2 separate regions of the Mus musculus genome follow, and region 1 is linked to region 2. The links are chromatin contacts, called in public targeted proximity ligation maps. All regions are on one chromosome and are shown on one strand. The core of a region is the stretch at or near the end of the contact, and the rest is flanking DNA. Distances in the headings are between cores, read along the strand shown. Region 1 holds the start of Nrxn2 (neurexin II). Region 2 holds the start of Aip (aryl-hydrocarbon receptor-interacting protein).

Evidence for each region.
Region 1: a targeted proximity ligation map of astrocytes shows a contact between it and region 2, with 4 times the contacts expected there. A contact is called at or near these places in 1 of 39 promoter capture datasets (embryonic stem cells) and 1 of 130 datasets of targeted methods (astrocytes).

The regions. Positions count from the first base shown.
Region 1 is chr19:6,416,638-6,420,136 of GRCm38.p6, reverse strand. Nrxn2 (neurexin II) reads right to left here and starts at 1,381. Exons shown (of 23, transcript NM_001205234.2): 1 at 1,165-1,381. It overlaps Gm14965 (a long non-coding RNA gene), which reads left to right and starts at 1,375. Exons shown (of 3, transcript XR_879495.2): 1 at 1,375-1,646; 2 at 2,477-2,660.
Region 2 is chr19:4,119,987-4,123,304 of GRCm38.p6, reverse strand. It overlaps Aip (aryl-hydrocarbon receptor-interacting protein), which reads left to right and starts at 1,730. Exons shown (of 6, transcript NM_001276284.1): 1 at 1,730-1,969. The coding sequence starts at 1,871.

The DNA.
Region 1 (3,499 bases), core at 132-2,631, 2.3 Mb before region 2:
GTCCTTGTCTACCCCACCCACCCACAATATGTGCAAAGAACGAGGGTGTTTGAAAGCCGGAAGTAGTCAAGGGGGCTGGAGACCCAAGACCCACCCCCTCAGATTTTCTTGAGCACTGTGGAGCTGGGCACCCTTTCGCTGTGGAGCACCAAGGAACTACCCCTCCCATCCCTGCCGGTTCATTAAGGCCCTGGATGCCTCAAGAGGGGGTGACGGCAAAGGCAACTGGAACAGCCCAATAACCCCCACAAATCCAATTTCACCTCCAGGAGCCCACCCAGGGTCCTTGTGGTCATACCCCCATCCCAAAGAACCCAGGCAGACTGCTCCTCCCTCTGGGGGAGAAGGCTGGAGCATGAGAAATGGTTCCCACCTCTTTGAGGTGGAGGGATAAGCCCAGGGCTCAGAAGACTCCTCTACCCTTCCAGTACTCTGTGACCAGAGCCCCACCGCTGCCCTCAAGTATATTCTCAGCCAAGCAGAGCCTCCTTCGACCGGTTTCCCTCTCTGTCACCCCCCAGCTCTCCCCAGCAAGCTTCTCTCCTCTCCCTCAGGCCCCCCATCTTGTCCAGCTCTTCCCCGTCACAGACTCATCTATGCCTAGAGCATCCTGGCATCTTCCCCTCTGCTCCCTCCTGATAACCTCCTCTCCCCTTGGCTCCCATCCCCCAGTAGTCTTTTCTTCAGTGGTTGCCCCCAGACCTCCCTCTCCACTTCCCAAACCTCTCTCCAGCCTGCCTCCTCTCCCACTAAGACCAGTGTTTCTCCCCTGCAGACCCTTCAGACCACAACAGCTCGCAGCTTCTCTGGTCCATCACTGCTTCCAGCTGCCAGGACCAGCATAGACTGGGACCTCCCCCCACCCCTATTTCAGAGCCCTTCTCACAGCCCTATGGATGCCCCTCCTTCAGACCCCCTTCCCCCATCGACCCTCCCTCACCACCTTGCATTCGCCCCAGCTCAGGGCCAATGCCCCTTCCACAGGGAGTCCCCCAACCTCCCCCAGCGGCTTCGCCTCCTCGCTGTCACCCAGCCAGCCCTCTCTGCTCGGCGCCCCCGCCCCCCAATCCGTCCTTTCTGCATCCGCCGCCCCCTCCGACCCGCTCCCCTCCCCCGATTGGCTCCCGCCCCCCACCCGTCTCCGCCGCAGCCCCCCCCCCATACCTGGTTTTGGGGGCGCCAGGAGCTGAAGGGTAGGGATCCGAGCCTAGAGACCGCTGGGTCTACGGCAGGTAACAGATCCTGGGCCAGCGATATCGGCTGCCTCGCGCCTCCTGGTCCCCGCCGCGTCCCCGCCCGCCCCGCCGCGGTGCCGCTCCGAGGAGGATGCTCTGAGAGTCAGGGCGGCTGCTCCCGCCGCCGCATCCCTGCAACACCGACTGACGGCAGCATCAGCACCAGGACCCGCCCCCCAAGCACACGCATTGGGCCACGCAACACTGACGGACGAGTGGCACAGCCAATGCGAAGATGCAGAAGCCGCCAGTCCCGCGGCTCCATGACCCGCCTCCCTCCTCCGCGAGGACCCAGGCGTCCCGGCCCCAGGGCATCCGAGCCCTTTCCCACCTCTCTGGACCTTTGCCCGGACGTCCAGGCCTCTTAACCCAGCAGGTGCTCTCCCCAGGCTCGGGGTCTTGGGAATCCAGGTACCCTAGCCCCTTCTACCTTTGGTTGGGTTGTTGGATCCCACACCCACCCGCCCCTGCCGGCGGGTCCCGAAGATAGTGCCCAGGGCTGGGACAAACCAAAGGAGAGGACTGAACCCCGACTTGAGGCACCGAGAGAGCAGGACCCGAGCAGGGCCTTGGCCACAGCGCCCTCTGCTGGCTGAGTCTGGGGGGGCTGGCCTGGGCTACCCGGAGCCAAGGAAGCCTCTCCCACCCCAGGACTGCTAGTGGCTTTTCCAGTCGCTCGCAGAGACCCTACCAATCACTGTCTCTGTATCCTCTAGCTGGAAGCCTCCGGAACTGAAGAGCTAGGGGCTTTTCTGAGATAAGGACGAAGCTTGGAGGTTGGCAAGATTCTAAGCTAGAGACAGTGGGGTTTCCCAGCCCAGACTCATGGGAATCCCAGAGTTTGGAACCAGCTTTCCACCCCTGTGGAAGGCTTTTCTGGGGTAGGAAAAGGCTAGTGGTGGGGTGGAAGCTACCCACTCCCTGTTACTGAATACAAATCTAGTAGAATCTTCCCTTCGAGCTCCTACCCTTAGCTGTGAGTTTCAGAGTGTGGTCCTGGCGTGCAAGTCTTCTGCAGTAAGAATGTCTGCATCGCCGTGTTTGTGTCAGAGTGTGAGGAAGGAACACCCCTCTTCATTTACTCCACCGAGAAAAGGTAGATCCAGCGCCTAGGTGTGTATACCATTACCTAAGTTGGACACAAGGCTTCTCAATGAGACAGTGTGCCGGCGTGGGTGTGGCCGTGGGTGTGTGGCAGACCATTTTGCCAGTTCTCTCCAGGCCCCTGATTTCTGTTACAGGGCCTGTGATCTGCACAGCTGGTAGCAGTTGGCATTTCCTTAGCCAGAGGCAATATGCAAGAACACACGTCCAACCACTAATGTATGCAGATACACATGGGGGCACACAGCCATGCACACCTATTCATGTGTGCCCAGCGTTTCCAAGAAACACAAAGGGACACTGCAGAGATGCCCCACCATGGTAAGTCACCACGGGGGGTGGGGGGACACACTCGATCCATAACCTGCATACTTGTGCATACACAGGTACCTGCACACTCAAGGGCAAACACACACCCAAGTGACTCACAGGGGACCTGCCCATGGAGTCTCCCTGGTCGTCGGTAGGTACTTTGCAGAGCAGTCAATTCCTGAGTTAATGAATGTGGACACTCCCCCCACCGCTCCTTAGAGAGGACCTCCTTTGATAGCCTGGAAGGAGGATAGGAGAAGACCTAGCTGCAATGGGTATTTCCCAGGCAGTGGAAAGGGAGATTCCTGAACAAGGTCCCAGACTTGGGGCCTACTCTGACCTTGGAGAGACCCTCAGGCAGCCCTGCCCCCACTACCACCACACCCCCCACACGTCCCCTACTGGCTGCCAAGGCCAGTAGAGGCAGCAGAACAAGAACTGCTGAGTCAGGGCCTCTCTGACCCCCCCCCCAGCCCACTGCCCCACCCATCATCTGCTGTTCCTCCTCCTGCAGGACCCACACTCACACGTACAAACACCAAAATGCAGAGGGACAGACAAGCAGGTGCAGTGACCCAGTGACAAGGCTCAAACCCCAGGAGTCTGAGTGGGAAGGGAGGCAAGGGTGAACACCGCTCTTCTGTCTCTACCTTCAGCTTTTCCCATCAAGGGCAGGAAAGGTCGCTGGAGTCTGCTACACCTCCCTGCTACACCTCCCTGTCCCTCTCCTCTACAAGGAAGGTCCGAGATTCAGATCCCTCATGGCAGCTGGGCCCCACCACTTCAAAACACACCCCTCAAATACACAGGCTCACACCCAATGTGGCATTGGGGAGCAGCATAGAGCA
Region 2 (3,318 bases), core at 481-2,980:
CAGTCTGTAGAGCTTTGTAATGTTGTAAAATAGAAACTCAGTCCTTCCTTAAAAAACAACTTCCCCATTCCCACTGCACCGTTCTACTTTCTGTCTCTGAGCTGTCTATGTAGACACTTCAGTAAGTGTGATCATACAGTATTATTTTTCAATGTGCATGTTTGCCTGCATGTATGTTTGTGCATTACAGATATGCCTGGTGCCCACAGAGGCCACAAGAACACGTATTGTCTTCTGGAACTGGACTCACAGAAGGTTATGAATTGCTATGTGGGTGTGGAGAATGGAACTTACATTCTCTAAAGAAGTACAGTGCTCTTAACTGCTGAGTCATCACTCCAGGCCATACGCTATTTTTTTCGTGACTGATATTTCACTGAGAATACTGATAGGATTATGTAGTGTATTAAATTAGCTTAATTTGTGTGTGTGTGTATGCTAGAGAAAGAACCCAGGACCTCTCAAATGCTAGGCAAATGTTCCAACACTGAGCTACACTCTCAGTCCCTAGCTTAACATTTTATTTATTATTATTGTTGTTGTTATTGTTGTTATCATTAGTTTTTCAAGACAGGGTTTCTCTTGCTGTCTTGGAACTCCCTCTGTAGGCCAATCTGAACTTGAACTCAGAGATCCACCTGCCTTTGCCTCCCAAGTGCTGGGGTTAAAGGCGTGTACCACAACAACCTGGATAATATGTTATTATTTTTATCTATCTACATCTTTCATGCTCTGGTGTATACTTATCAGCCATATCGGTCAGCTTTCCTTCTGTTGTACTTTCTGCAAGATGAGTACAGCAGACTACTTAGCTCGCCTGTAAGCTCTCTGTGTTGATAGAAAACAAACCCAAGCATGTTTCCTCTTCCCTTCAGAAAGTCCCCTCTCTGAGGACTTTTTTTTTTTAAGATTTATTTATTTATTTATTATATAAGTACACTGTAGCTATCTTCAGACACACCAGAAGTGGGCATCAGATCTCATTACAGATGGTTGTGAGCCACCATGTGGTTGCTGGGATTTGAACTCATGATCTCTGGAAGAGCAGTCAGTGCCCTTAACTGCTGAGCCATCTCTCCAGCCCCTCAAGACTTTTTGCTGGAAAGTGAAGCAGTCAGAGTATGTGACTTGGGGCTCAGGGGAAAGAAAATAATCTTCCTGGTTATGATATAAGGGATGAAGACACTACAGAGAAGTATGTGTCACCACACCGGGTTTCCTTCCTTTTTTTTCTTAAGACAAGTGAATCTAGAGTCCAGAATCTAGATGTTATAACTTATGCTAAAGTATGCAAAATAAAAGGGCCAAAGGGGCCGGGCGGTGGTGGCGCACGCCTTTAATCCCAGCACTTGGGAGGCAGAGGCAGGCGGATTTCTGAGTTTGAGGCCAGCCTGGTCTACAAAGTGAGTTCCAGGACAGCCAGGGCTACACAGAGAAACCCTGCCTCTAAAAAACAAAACAAAGCAAAACAAAAAAGGCCCAAAGGGAATACACAGGTGAAGCGGTGTTTTTCGTTTTTCATTTTTCTAACTGAAGTGCCGATAATAGGGCATCTACAACTTAAATGGAGTGGCACACAGCTAGGAGAGCTGCAACCCCTATAAAGCCAACTAAGCACAACTGGCAGGGGAGGGACAACCAAAGGCCCGCCCCTAAGCAGGCTCAGGCTCCGCCCCCAGTGCCGCGTTAAAGCCGTAGCATTAGGAACCAATCACGGCTCTTTTCTTCATTCCCTCCCTTTTTTGGCTTCTGCCCTCAGTCAAAATGGCGCTTGCTCAGAAGCTGCCGAGGCGCTAGGAGTTGCCGAAACAGGTCCGGAAGCTACCGAGCGAGTCCGGAAGTTGCCGAAAGGGAGCAGCGGGGAAGGAGGATGGCGGATCTCATCGCAAGACTTCGAGAGGACGGGATCCAAAAGCGTGTGATACAGGAGGGCCGAGGAGAGTTGCCGGACTTTCAGGATGGCACTAAGGTTTGTGTCCATCCTCTCCCCACTTTCCCAGCGTCTCTTCTGAAGCGCGGTGCGCATGCGAGGCGGGAGGAGGCCGTAGGTGAGAGGTTGCGCATGCCCAGAGAGCAGCTGCCAGTCAGGCTACCTCTCACATGCCGAGCTCGACGCTGATTGGTCTGGATTTAAGTGGGAGTTAATTCAGATATGTCTACTCCGCCCCTTGGCTTTGCTTTAGGACTGCATTGGACAGGGGTGGGTGTCAGTCATCTCAAAATGGTTTGGTGTGGGTGTGACCTCAGTGCTGATACCCGTACCTGAAGGTTCAAAGCTCATGCAGTTTTGAGTAAAGGGGCCTTCTGAAACCATCTAGGACAATTCTCATTGTTTACATAGGGAAACTGAGGTCCTGGAACTAAAAAAAACACAGAGTCCCAGAGATCCAGTTTTCCAGACCAAACTCCTATGTCAGCGTTCTGATAGATGGTAGCATTGCTTTTATATCTGGGCACCAAGTTCAGGTGCCCCTCCCTAAGGCACTCCATACCTCTAGGTTCCCCTGCTTTGTTGCTGTAGATCTCTAATCACAGTTGTGGAGCTGATACCAGTGAAGCCAAAAGCAAGAATTCTGTGAATGAATGTATGCCCTCTGGCCAGTGGTGTTAAGCCAGCAGGCAGAGAGTCTAGTCTGATGTGGTGAGGGGTAAATGCTGAGAGCAGAGGGCAGGCATGTGGTGGTAGTGATCAGCTGTGCTTGAAAAGGGGATCTACAAGCTGGGCCTGGTGGCCCATGCCTACAGTCTCAGCCGCTGGTGAAGCTGGGCTACAGCATGAGTTCAAGGCCAGCTCAGGACACTCAATGAGACCCTGTCTTAAAATTAGAGAGATGGAGATAGAGAACAGGCTTTGGAAGGAGCCTGGCAAGAGGGATGCTAGATGGAAAAGCTTAGGATAAACTAATATAAGACTAATCTGTGAGCAGGGGCACGTGGTAAATAGAAGCAGGCAGGATTAAACAATCACTGGGGCTCAGGAGGGGGGACCGTCTTCTGCTGGTGAGGTGGCTTAGTGGATAGAGTGCTTGCTGCCAACCTGATGGCCTGGGTCAGATCCCCAGGACCCAGATGGTAGAAGGAGAGAAGTGACTTCTGCAGGTTGTCCTCTGACCTCATACAAGCATGATGTCACATGTGAGCCCCCAAATACAGAAATAAGTGTAACACCACCAGGGTTAAGGATGGGGCTTAGTGGTAGAGTCTAGGATGTAGAGGCCTTGGATTTTCAAGCAGAAAAGTAAAAGAAAAAGCCCAGCTACCATTGAGCCCTGTGGTACGTGTTCATAGGTTTATCTCCCACAATGCTAGACAGATATT